2 separate regions of the Triticum aestivum genome follow, and region 2 is linked to region 1. The links are chromatin contacts, called in public Hi-C maps. All regions are on one chromosome and are shown on one strand. Each heading gives the region's core, a stretch centred on a gene start, on an enhancer-like site or on the middle of the called end of the contact. The rest is flanking DNA. Distances are from core to core; before and after follow the strand shown. Region 1 holds the start of LOC123145521 (putative cell wall protein). Region 2 holds the start of LOC123145524 (craniofacial development protein 1).

Evidence for each region. A called contact is a pair of places that touch in the nucleus more often than the background predicts.
Region 2: a contact with region 1 is called in a Hi-C map of leaf, with 3 times the contacts expected there. The contact joins the promoter of LOC123145524 here to the promoter of LOC123145521 in region 1. A contact is called at or near these places in 3 of 5 Hi-C or Micro-C datasets (all in leaf).

The regions. Positions count from the first base shown.
Region 1 is chr6D:421,414,028-421,420,788 of IWGSC CS RefSeq v2.1, reverse strand. It overlaps LOC123145521 (putative cell wall protein), which reads left to right and starts at 3,539. Exons shown (of 1, transcript XM_044564949.1): 1 at 3,539-4,329. The coding sequence starts at 3,650. The coding sequence ends at 3,982. LOC123145520 (nuclear-pore anchor) reads right to left here. Exons shown (of 48, transcript XM_044564948.1): 47 at 6,664-6,761; 48 at 4,770-6,361. The coding sequence ends at 5,073. LOC123145522 (alpha-mannosidase I MNS5) reads left to right here. Exons shown (of 17, transcript XM_044564950.1): 10 at 1-57; 11 at 226-346; 12 at 455-536; 13 at 627-712; 14 at 892-992; 15 at 1,109-1,250; 16 at 1,362-1,512; 17 at 1,639-2,142. The coding sequence ends at 1,866.
Region 2 is chr6D:421,878,213-421,884,973 of IWGSC CS RefSeq v2.1, reverse strand. It overlaps LOC123145524 (craniofacial development protein 1), which reads left to right and starts at 3,515. Exons shown (of 5, transcript XM_044564954.1): 1 at 3,515-3,707; 2 at 6,018-6,098. LOC123145525 (chaperone protein dnaJ 16) reads left to right here. Exons shown (of 11, transcript XM_044564955.1): 10 at 74-127; 11 at 194-688. The coding sequence ends at 487.

The DNA.
Region 1 (6,761 bases), core at 2,290-4,789:
CAACACTAGATGTTTTGTCTGGCAACTGGATTGAATATTCGTCAGGCATTGGTGCTGGTACTACTTCTTATGCTAGCCCACTTGGTGTATCGCTTATACCAACATCAAATTTGTAGCATAATTGTTTTTTTACAAGTGTTTCTTTGTATATGTCGTTTAATTCTGTCTAATTAGAACATATATGTGCTTGAGACATATTGATGATCTTTCGTAACATATTTTCAGGAGTTGATTCATTTTACGAGTATTTGATTAAGGCATATATCCTTTTTGGAAGTGATGAATACTGGGATATGTTTCATTCTGCTTACCTAGCAGTGCAGAAGTATTTCCGACACGGGCCATGGTACACCCTTTAATCATGCCATATTCATTCAAAAATTTCCATTCCATGCTAGTTACTTGTCGCCACAATATGCTTGTACCGGACAGTAATACTCATCCATCTTCTCAGGTACCATGAGGCTGATATCAGGACTGGAGAAGCAACACACTGGCAACTAACTAGCCTCCAGGCCTTCTGGCCTGGTGTTCAGGTCTGCTGACTCTGTACATGGTTGATGTAGCACCTTATTGTGGAATTTTTTATCTTGTATTGTTTTGCTTACTGCTATCATCATCACCAGACATTACTAGGAGATGTTGCTGCTGCAAATCTGTCACATCGTGAATTTTACAATGTATGGCAAAGGTTCGGCGTCCTTCCTGAAAGGTATTAATAATTAAAAACTAAGTACCTCTTGACCATCAGTTTGTAAAGGAAAATGGAAGTATTGTGTGACTGTTTGAAATAAATTCGGAGTATGATACACAAGACTGACAAGAGTATGACCAAAACTTGCTTTCAGGTTTTACACTGTATTTTTTTGATGCATGCTTTGTACTTTGCAGATATCTGTTAGACTACGGAATTTTGCATCCTACAGAGAAGTACTATCCTTTACGTCCAGAGTTTGCTGAGTCTACATTTTATCTTTATCAAGCAACTAAAGGTGTGATCATGAATAACAGACAAATAATATTGTTGGGGTTTTTTTTTCTTAAAATATTAATCAAGCAGATAAAGATAATATGATGTCCAGATCGCTAACACCACTGATCTCTATAGATCCTTGGTACCTAGAAGTGGGTGAAGCTATAATTGGATCACTTAATTACTACACCAAAGTGGAAGGAGGTTTTGCTAGTATCAGAGATGTTTCAACAATGAACCTTGAAGATCATCAACACAGCTTCTTTCTTTCAGAAACGTGAGCTGTTAATCGTCCTATTGTTTCTAATAAGCAGTTGGAGCAAAACTGTCTCATTCGCGCTGATAGATCCGGTCACTGTTGAGATGACAGTTGATAACTCTTCTGCAGGTGCAAATATCTTTTTCTCCTTTACGACGATTCATTCTTGAGGAACAAAAATTACATATTTACAACAGAGGGCCACCCCCTTCCAGTAATGAGCACGTGGCACGAGAAAACTCCTCGACTGGATGTTCCCACCAATTGGACAGTTGTTAAGGTGATTCCATACCACCTTACATCAGAACGCAAGTTAGGAAACCATATGATGCCCTAGCTCCTATTTGTAGGAGCATTAATCTTACTCTGTACTGTCATCATAACGATATCGAGAACCTCTCTGCAGGACGGCAACCAACCGATTCGTGCGAGCGCATTGTCATCCAAAGTCTGTCCAGAGACAATTTTCCGGCAGAACGTTGGCTCCCCATGGGAGAGTGCGTGCCACATACCAGATGTGTTCCCTAGCCACAGATGCAGGGCCGACGATGACTGTGGGATAGAGTCAGTAACATGCAAGAGGAGAACCTGCAGTATGGCTGGATACTGCAGCTTGTGGCTGGCGGTTTACTAGCCAATGTTGTTGGAGAGATTATACTTTCGCCATTCGTTCACAGAATGATCAAAATAAGGTAAACACCACCATGAAAATAGAATGTTACCCGCCTGCTTCGGCCTGACTTTGTACATTAGAATAGCATCGACAGCAGATTCATGACGTCTGAATTCGCCAAATTAACCTGCGTGTCAAATACTGGTTTGAGGTTTCATGCTGATGTATCTGCCATCCGATATATGGGTGTACTTTATTGTGCGATATATGTTATTACTATCTGATCTGATTATTTTAGCACATGTGTGCATGCAAAAAAAAGAACATACTAAAGACATTGTGCATTCTGGTTAATTTGTGCGGACTTAACAATAAAGTTCAGTCTTTGGTTTGTTGTGAGTTGCAAATCGTTCGTGATTGCACGCTGTATCTGCCGTCAGATTTGTAATGGAGATTCACACCAATAATATTAGTTGGGCCAAATATTCAAAAAAAAAAAATTAGTTGGGCCACCTTCCCTAATCCTGACAATGTAGCTGCAAAGTCAAATGTCCGATGCAGGGCAGGAATAATAAAAATTCCTTCCTTTGATCTATACAAGACCACTTAGTTTCGTATTAAGTTAAACAGCTTTAAGTCTGATGAACTATTTAGAAAAGATCAACATATGCAATATCCAATAAATACATTTATGAAAATGCATTTCTCAATAGATCCAGTGATATTGATTTGGTAATGTAAATGTTCATAATTATTGGTGTGAATCAAAGCTAGGTAAATCAAAGCTACAAGTAGTACATTGGAAAATCTGGAAATTGGGCAATGGCTCCTAGGTGCATATGCATCCATTATCTAAATACACATTTTAAAAAGTTGAAAAATTCTGTACAAAAATCTCGCGTGTATATCCGGATATTCTATGTGCGTGCACAAAGTTTTCGGTGAAAAACGAGGTTTTTTGTGGCTTGTGTAAAAAAGACAATTTCTGATGCTTCATTACAACTATTCATTTTGCATTTTTTTATCTTTTTTGCACAAGCCGCAAAAAACATCGTTTTTCACCGAAACTTTGTGCATGCACATAGAATGTCCGGATATACCCGCGGGATTTTTGTTTCAAAAATTTTAACTTTTCAAAATGTGTATTTAGACAATAGGTGCATATGCACCTAGGAGCCAAAACACCGTGTCCGGAAAATCTGCCACACAAATGTGGCAAAATGGAGATATAGCAAGAGAAAGGAAATAAGTAGCCTCCCCGTGGTCGATCGCGGCGGCGCCATAAAGAGCAGGCGAGGGTAGCTGGAGCTTCCGGACCTGGCATGGCTTCTAGACCAACAACCGCGCGGCGCAGGGTCCCTCCCTCCTCGCGCGCGCCCCCAATCGAACGGTACGTACGACGCAAGCAACCAACTCAACCGCGCCCTGCCAGTCGTCCACGTACGGCCCTTTCCCGCGTCCGATCGCTCGCGCCGCATGCTCGTCGACGTCATTCACACCCTAGGAAGAAGCCCTTTTTTGCTCACTCGCGCGCGCACAATAACGCACGGCCCGGCGTTGGTTACAGCGTGCGCCGTGCATACGAATTGAACGCACCGCCTTTTCCTAGCTCCCATCCGCCCCGCGGCGCGCCAGCGGGCGAACTCCCCCGTGGCCTTTACGCCACGCTCTTCTATATAAGCCCGGCAAGGCGAGCAATCAACATCATCCACCACAACGAAAGCAACAGCCAGCGATCGAGACAGCAGCAAGAGGCTCACTTAGCTACTGCCACTAGTCGCGATCACATAGCCACTCGATCGACATGGCCTGCAAGTCGGCGTCCCTGCTGATCCTCGCGGCGCTGGTGGCGGCCGCGGCGTGCGCGGGCTCGGCAACGGCGCGCGACGTCCCGGCCGGGAAGGAGGATGCGGTGAAGCGGCCGGAGACGTTCCAGGAGGGGACGGTGCTGATCCCGGGGATCGGGCGGTACGAGCTGGGCAGCCACTACAGGCCGGACATCGGCGGGCTGGACCACAGCATCCCGGTCGCCGCCAGGGCGCAGTTCATCCCCGGCGCCGACGACACCTGGGTGCCCAACCCCGGCTTCGAGGTGCCCAACCCCTTCCGCCCCGCAGCCACCACGGAGTCCCCCTGATGCATGGATCGAGTCGGCCGGCCAACGCGTCCACGTTACGCCTATCGATCAATGGGTAGCTAGCCTGCTACAATTCAATTTCCGCTAGCTTTTGGTTGCTACAATAAAATAGCTGCTATGCATAGGCAAGGCATGCGTATGCATGTATCAGCGACTGCGTGCGAGCGCGCTGTCGACGTTTTTTGTGTGTGATTGGAGAGTGTACCTGTATGGGGTATGCATGGATGCGTAGGAAGGAAGCATCCATCGCATATCTCGCTTTGCTTTGTTGTTGCCAATAATGTGTAGTTCAATGTATTTTTCTTTTTAGTTCGATAAATTAATGATGAAGTATTATGCATGATGAAGCTTGCTGTGTTAGCCACACAAAAACACAAGCTTGTATAGATGAAAGAAGACCCATTGTTCGGTCCAATCATAGTGAAAATCTGAATTTGATCCTTGGTTAGAAGGGACGTTGTTTTCGGTGATCTAGGCAAAGGCTCTGGCTTAAGTTGTGTCGCCCTGCCAACGGCTTTTCGGGGCGTGTTATGTTCTAGATGGATTAGTTGACACTCACTTTCTAGATTTTAGATTTTTATTGCTCAGTACATCATATGGCAAATGTAAGCTCCATGTTAAACTAAGTCCTAAGGCGCAAAAGGAAAACGAAAGTGTAAAGTGTAAAAAGCATGGCTCTTGTGTACATGCGTTCAAAAAAAGTCAGAACGGACAACAACCCACACGCGTCCTTAAGAAAGCCACCGCCTACCCCAGCAACTGGCACGCAACGCCAACAAACCAGAGCTGAATTTAACGCATAAGGTGAACTTAGACACGATTGATGACCAGTTTCACGTAGCAATTAGTGATGTGACCTCACAGCAATTCAAGCGCACATGAGCGCGCCATAACACAGCCGCTTAGTATCATACCATTTGTAAACGAGTCGGGCAGCGTATATTTGCTTACTCGACGGCTACTAGTCATGCAATGCTTTACTCCGGCAGCAAAGCTTGTTCAGTAGTTCATGGCAAAAAGTAGTCTACGTAGTTGGGCAAAAGATGCAACTACAAGTTTCCAGCGACGACACCAATTTTTTTCCACCTCACTATGGCTGACCACCTCGCCGGGAACGTCCACGTCCGCGCCCGGCTTCTCGAGAACGACCCCTGGAAGAGGAAGGCTGTGGAGTGCTCGTCCGTACAAGTCTGTTTTGTCTGTTTGTTCTGTTTTGTATTGCCCTCTCCGTCAAGTTGATTGTTCTTCCCACATTCTCTGCTGCGGTACCGGGATTCTGTTGTTCAGAAGATGCGCCAGCAATGGCTGGGTTTGAAGGGGAAGGTTCACGTACAGGGGATGCATCTGTGGTTCTGCTTGGTGATGCATCCGCTCCGCCTGACTGTGCTAGAGGGCTTTGGTCTGGCTCCACCTCAGCAAGTTCAGCAGTACCATCACCTTCTACAATCTCCTCTGACATGTCTGCATCGCTCTTTGCTGCTGCCCCACTTGGAGATGCTGCCCTGAAAGCATCACCTGCTTGCTCACCAATATCCAGGGGACTGCTATCTGATTGTTGTTCAGGTTCATCCGGCAACTCCCCCTCCTCCCTCTCATCCTCGGCATCGGTGGCTGTAGTAATCTGGCCCTCTTCCTTCGCATCTTCGTGTTTCTGGTCTTCATCAAACGATTCCACTACTGCCTCTGACTTAAGCGGCACATCTTCCACAGCAGTTGCATCACTGTCCATATTAACTTCAGCATCCTGGCCTTCGATGTCCATTGATGCACCTGTATATTCTTCCATGTCATCATTGTTACCCGCTTCGTCATCCTTGATGTCCTCAACCTCTTCAACTGGCATGGAAGCCTGATCCGTGTTCATCTCTTCTCCAGGCTGTTGTTGCACATCTTGGTTGTCTATCGAAATAACCACAGGAGCCTCAGTCGTTACATCTTCAGGGGCCGATTGATCAGTTTTTAACTCACTGGAACTCTGAACAGAATCCTCTTTAGGTTTCTTTGATGGAGGATTGGCATCATTAGCCTCTCCATGTGATGCATCATCTCTCATCTGCGATGATGGCATGAGACGTTTGCGACCAGAAGGCAATACAGACACACTGCCAGAAGTTTCACGCTCCAGTGATGGGCCACCTTTTTCCTGAACTACTGTGGAACCTCGTTCTGTCGACGTGCCACCTTTCTCTTGTACTGCAGAACCATCGACAACTGGTGTAGCCGCATCAGCCTGGGGCTCTTCAATTCGTTCAAGACTAGGCCGAACGAGCACCCTTCTTGATCTGCGTTGTTCAGTACTTGGCTTGGGCAAAGAAGAAACTGCTTTCTCCTCCATCACTTTAACTTGAGCAGGCCTTGGCGGAGTAGCTACCTGCCGCCCTGAGGAAAAAGATGGATTATTAACTCCCATACTTTAAGGATGGGTAACAAAGTAGAAACAACCCCATTGTCAACTACGATTAAGTTGCAACCCTATGCCACCAAGCAACATGCCTGGTAAGTTCAGTATAATATTGCATTTCAAAACAATGTCTAATACTAACTTTTGCAATAAATAACCGTCATTTTCAGGCTATTTACCAAATGCATGCGCCTAATCGATTCTATGATCTTGCCGCATTTATTTCAACTACTTAATATCCCATCCTCGGAAGAATAGAAAGAATGAAGAGGGGGAGCACCTGTCGCAGCTGTATCGACAGTGGGAGTTTCAATAGGTGGTGTCTGGCTAGTTGAACCATCTTGGAACGGGCTAGGAGACTCCTCCATTTTTTTAGCC
Region 2 (6,761 bases), core at 2,266-4,765, 460 kb before region 1:
ACCTTTTGCAGATTATCTACGGAAACAGACTTTTAAGTGAAAACACATCATTGTTAAGAGTTGGAATTGGCAGGTTTTAGCAAAGTTCACTGAGATGACCAGCAGATATGCTCAAGAGATGCAAACGGTACGTGTATTTGTGGAACATCTATTTCTGTTCCTTGCCTTGTTCTCACATAATGTTCTTGCATAGATTGATGAGCTTCTCAACGAAAGGAATGCCATTCATGCATCCTACACCAACAGCCCAACTCTAAAGCGGAGTTCCAGTGACAGCAAAGGGAAAACATCCTCTAAAGGGTCCAAAAGTGATGATGATCAAAGTGTAAGAAAAGAGAAGAAATCAAAGAGTCCGACGACGATGGAGGCATCAGCGAGCGATGAAGAGGGCCCTAATAAAAAAGAAAAGAAACCTAAAGAGCGGCTTCGCAGGAAGAGATGGTTCAACATCCATCATTTGAAAGTGGACAAAAGAAGACCCTGCTGAGAGATGTATTGTGTCGTTCTGAATGTATTATTTTGTGTCGATGATTCCACTTGCAGTATTCGCCTTCTCATATCTTTTCTCCCTACGCTGTACCGATTTGTTTCCTGAAAAGTCAGGAATCTTGGTAGATTTCGAATATGTTGTAAAGAAATGGTATTTTGTACTGAAGTACTCAGCTAGCCCTGAAAACTCTTATTTGTACTTCTAGTCTCATGCATTTGTGCCGAAGGCGCAACATTTGCACTTATATAATCTTGCCCCCAACGCTTTTGATTTGGGGCGGGTTTCGGTCATCTGTCCTGCCTGGAGGGACGCCAGCACGAACTGTCTGATCTGCTAAAGCCTGAAAATTACCTGTCACGTTGGCGTAAACAACTTTCTCAAGTAGCGTCCTGGTTTTAAATTGACAATATAGCTTGAGAAAAGCTAAAAAGTACTGGCTGCCAACCAATAATACTTGCTACATGGAGTAAACAGTAACTCGAAAATTAGCGAGCTTGTTCTGCACTAGCTCTATAATATTGTGCAATATTATGTGACCTAATTGTCTTATGGATTTGTTCAAATTTATTGTGCATAACATTTAATTCAAGTGTCACATATTTGATCGTTAATGCTAGCTAGCATAGCATTGTGAGTTTGTTAAGATGGATCATTACATATGATGTTGAACTGAGTTATGTTTCAGCTAATTTGACAAGTTGTGTTAATGTGTGACTATTTGTTATGCCTTTGAAAAACACAACAAATGTCTGCAACAACAACATAACACTATCCCACAAAGCATCAAAATGAATCACAACATAACTATGATCAAACGAATACCATTATGCTTCACCTTACACTATAAGATGTACATGAACATTATAAGATCTACATGATTTATATAGCACACAAGCATGTAAAACAACACAATATGGGACATAACAAGTATCATGGAATACATAGGTTACTCAGATGACGAGTGGCACATCGGCAGAAATATATAACAAAATGAATAACTCCAATATAATCCTAATTAACAATCCATCACGACATGATATCAAAACAAAAAGTACGCACACCATAAGAGGGTACATGTGTTTGGTGTTTCAAAATGCCACTTCAAAACAACACACAAACATTAGCTGCTAACCAAAACTTTCTGGTTTTTCTTCTCCCAGGAAAGTGAAGATCATAGCAACCTACGCCTCCTAGTTGTAGACATAGGCAAGGTTGCAATTACTGCAGTAGTGGTGGCCGGAGTGGTTGGCCACAATTAGCGTTGGGTCATTCCTTGCAGAGGCAGGTAACCTTGCCGGTGGAGTCGCCAACCCCATAGGACCACATAACAATGAGCTTTACTTTCTTGGGCTTGGTGTAGGTCATCTTTTGGCACCCCCCTCAAACGGAGCACTAGGTGCAACATCGACTCCTTCTGGATGTTGTAGTCAATGAGCATGCATCCGTCCTCTAGTTGATCGCCAGCGATGATGACTCGCTGCTAGCCCGGGGGATGCCCTCCATGTCCTAGATCTTGGTCTTCACATTGTCGATGGTTTCTGAGGGCTACCTTCAACGTGATGGTCTTCGCCATTAGGGTCTTCACGAAGATTCTACATCTTGGTCAGCGGTACCCACCGGTGACGACAACAACGACAGCCTACCTACCTACCTAACTAGGGAGAGGGTGGTGGTTCACGGCAGTGGCGGGGTGAACTGGCATGGGCGGGTAGGGTTTAGGGGGTGGAGAGTGGTGGTAATTATATAGGTGGAATGAGGTGGCATGCATTGTTCATTTATATTGGATTTTGATCGGACTGACTAACTGGGTATGTCAGTAGTTGTTGGGCCTCAGGGAAAGTCCACTAGCTCATGCATCACGTCCTCGATAGTTATTTGGAAGACGCTTCGGTTCACCTAACCGGTCGCTACATTTACTTGACCGCGTAGCGCACGCAACATATGTCCAGTGGGCCTGTGCATTTCCCCTTTGTTCTCGCATGAGTAGTCTCCTACCTCGCGCTCCATCACCACCGATGCACAACGAGTCACCGCTCTGTGTTGCTGCAACCACTGAACCACTGGTCTTTTAGGTCGGACCGCCGCGCTGCTGCAACCCTCAAACCATCGTGCTGCAAGACATATGCAAGTCGCGTGACACCAACCATTGTTGTTGCAAACCTTCATCCTTGTAGCCAAAGGCGCCGACCATCGCTGTTGCAAAAACCGTCGTTGCAGCGGCATTGCTGCAAGTACATCCTCTCCCATCCCATTTTCTCCTCTTCCCTTCATACCTTCTTGAACTCGTCGCGAGGTGACTCGCCCCTTCTTTGCAACAAGCCGCCATGCCCCCAAGTGTTGTTTCCCAACCACGAGTCCCTGCAATCAAACACAAAGGAAGAGAGAGTGTTCCTTCAGGGATGCTGCACCACACGATATGTGAAGGGTGGGCTCACAACAACACCACTGTTGCGAAGCCACCGACAATTTCAATCGAAGTTGTGAGCTGGTGCCGCAAAAGGGTGCGGTGAGATGTGCGATTAGTGAATCATGAGATGTGCGAAAGCATGAAGTAACAGTTATGATGATATGATCCAAGGACGAGCGATGCGGGGGCTATCAGCCGGGTTGACGCCCAGTGGTTGCCTAGTTATTTTAGGGTAACGAAGGAAAAAAAACCCACTTTTTTCAGTTCCAGCCCAGTTATTTTCACTCGATTTTGGACAATCCTGATCTGAAAAATCAAAAGCTCAAAAGAATTTTAATCTGATTGTCTAAAATCATCTGAGAATCACTACAATCGCTAGTGCAATCGAAAATCGTCTGGGACCTGGCAAAATAGACAAAAATAACCCAAAGATGAAAGTAATTTAAAAAACAAACCCTATTTTTGTCCATTTCACCTGGGAACCTCGCTTCGGGCGATTCTGGGCTCTCCCACAAAACAAAACGTTTCGATTGGAGATAGTACCCCTGTCTGAGAGGCAAATTACGAGAGAACTGCCACTGCCGGCCGCGCCCAGAAAAAACGAGTCGTACGACTAGTCCCTCTCCTTCCCTCAGAAAAAAAAAATCCCTCTCCTTCGCTCGATCCCCCACCTCCGCACTCGCGCTCGCGATAGGGTTACAGGGCCGCCGCCGCCGCGCCGCCCGACAGCTCGCCCCGGCCGCTCACCTGAAGCCGCTGGCCTCAACGCCCGACGCCGCCTCCCGGAGTTCGCTCGGGCCGTCGCCTAAGGTGAGCTCTCCTCTCCTCTCTGTCTTCTCTGTTCTGTCCTCCATGTCTCTCTTTTCTATCAATTTCTTGTTACAAAATTGATGGATAGATGGACTGATGAATGGATGTATTATATTTACAATCTCTCATGTTGTAGTTGATCATGGTAATGCCGCCCTGGGTGCAGCCTCTATTCCTTCTTGTTCGTCCCTGTTCCTAGTTCTTCTCTGTACATGGAACGATGGATGGATAGATGTTTGTTTGGTAGGAAGGAGTAGATGATTTGCTTGATGCCTGAATGTTAGCAATTCGACACACAGTTTCAGTTCAGGGACATTACGGACATTTCAGCACACAACTCATCCCATAATCTCAGACCACAATCTCAGAAAAGAACTTGACGGCTGATTCTGTGGGAAGTTTCTCAAAAGCTGATTATGGAGAGTCAAAAGCTGAAAAGAGCCGGGCTCCAGTGGCTCCCCGCCCCCCTTCCCCTCCCCGATAGTTATTTTAGGTGTTTATAGAGGAAAAAACCTCCAGGTGCGCCCCTTTCCCCTCCCCGTTTTCGCGGTCTCCCGGCGCAATCTGGAGCCCAAACTACCGGCGCGTGGACGCCAAGTGCTGATCCAGAATCCTCCTTCCCGCCAGCAAGCCGTCGCCAAGTTCATCCCTTCGCCCAGCTGGATAGTGAGAGGGAGAGGGGGTACTCAGGGACGCCCAGATCGGCGCTGGCGGCGCGGCGGCTCGGGAACAGGGGAGGCTGGGCTAGGCGTCCGGCACGGAGAAGCGCGAGGCAGAGGAGGTGGCCTGCGTGGAGGAGGGCGGCTGGCGCTGGGGAGGAGCGCGGCGCGAACGAGGCGCCCTGGTGCTCGTCGGAGGCGCGAGGCGCTGCATGCTGGGCTTGCTGTTCCTGGAGCAACGCTGCAGCGGCCTACGTTGCACCGATACGGCGATACGAGTACGGCGATACGGGATACGACAATTTCTAGAAACAGCAATATGCGATACGGCGAGTATATATACATAATTAATAAAATGGCATGTAATAAAGATAGAACATACTAATATAATGCGTGAGATGAGAACAAAATGATGCCCCATTGGTTGCCTCATGCGTCTTTTCATGTCGTGAATGGTCATCGATGTCCTCGATCCTCGTCCATTAGCTTGCTGTCATGCCATCTCCCGCAGATTACATGGTGATTTGAGTATTTCCCTCTGTGCCAGTAGACAGTAGCAGGAACATCAGCAAGCACCAAGCACATACGGCAAGCGCGCGCGCGCACACACACACACATGCCAGCAAGCAGCCAAGCACATACGTCAAACACACACACAGCAAGAATCAATACCTCACTCTTGCCATAGCGGCGGAGAAGAGGTCACTTGGCGAGTTGACAGTGCGGCGGCGACGAGTCAGTCCTAGCGACGGCACCGGCGGCGAGACAGGCGGCGGCGGCGTGCTCGTCGCCCTCGATCAAATCGTGAAGTCGAACAGAGAACGAGGTTAGGCGTATACGTGGGCCTTTAATGGGCTCGAGGCTGCACGGCCGTGTCCTGCCCATATCCCGAGCGTGTCCCCAGCGTATCGTCATTTTTTTCCTTTTCTTTTTAATCGGAAACCCTGATACGCCTGGGATACGAGTATCGCGGCCGTATCGTGCGTATCGCCGTATCGGCGACGTGCGGTACGCAGACACGCCAACTTTCGACGTATCGGTGCTTCATAGGCAGCGGCTTGGCTTGTGCTGCTTGAGTGCTGCTGCTGCTGTGAGAGTCTGGGAGAGAGATTGAGAGACGCTTCGGCTGAGATGAATGAGGGGCAAGCCGAGTGCCTGGTGGGGTTTTGGGTAGTCTCCAAAACTCAAGCAGTTTGGAGGTGAAGCTGGAGTGGAGCTCTCTCAAACAGGGCCCAAGTGTTGAAATACAGAACTTTTTCTGAGGATCACCTTGGGGTCACTTGGTTGCAGCTCTCCTTTTGTGCACAGCAATTTCCTTATCATTTACTCCCTCCCTATCAAAATATAAGACCTTCAAATGTGCTGAGTATTTCTAAAGAATGATTTTACTTCTGTTATATTTTCAAGCCAAATGTGTTTCTGTTTATGGGCACTACTCTGAAACAGGCATATATGCTATTTGAATTGAAAGCATGCTGCAAAGATTTAACAAAAAAAGTAAAACTTCTGTTGAAACATTCAGCATTCTGCAGATGCCGGATAGTGCAACTAAAGCCTAATCAAACCCCAAACATTGTTGTTAGCATGGGCCTTCTTTTCCAGTTAGCAGTCATGCACTCAGTAATTCTCATATTGTTTATGTCAATGCCAGGGTCCAAAGCTATGGTTGCAGATGAAAAACTGCCAGCTTCTGGAGATGCTAACAACTCAGAGCAACAGCTTCATGATACTGGTCTGTACTATTAATTTATCTCCATGTTTGATTTTCTCTTCTCTTAGTTGCAAAATAAAGTTGGTGTTTCTCCAGACATTAATCAGAGTGGCTTAGCTGTTAAGCAATGCTGCCAGATATACATTGCTTTAGCTTGTTTCTAGCTAGGTCGGTTTGGGCAGCCTATATATTGAGGCAACGTGTATGTGTTTAAAAGGCACTAAGCTTGTGGCAGGATGTAGCCTCTCAAGCATGAATAAAATACAAAGAGCACATGTGTGTGTACCATGTGTATGTGCGAGTAGGGGGGGGGGGGGGGGGGGGGGGGGGGGTAGAGCTTGAGTGATTCTGTTCTAACATTTAGTATCAGGAGTTGAGCGATTCAACTCCAACAGTGGCTACCAGCCATTTTGGCTGCCTTTGAATTTTCCTCATGTTTTACTCCCTCCATTTGTGACATGGACATGCTATCTGATATGCAGCTTTAGCATTAATTCTCATGTGACTATGCTAGTAAAATTTTATGAATTTGTGACATTATGGAATATTTTCCATGAAAAACATAATTGTGTTAAGTCTCTCATGACCAGACTAAATATTTTTCAATACAACATGATACAAAGTTAGAGAAGTTTGAATGCACACATTCTAGGACAACATGTTAATAACTGGACCCTTAATTTG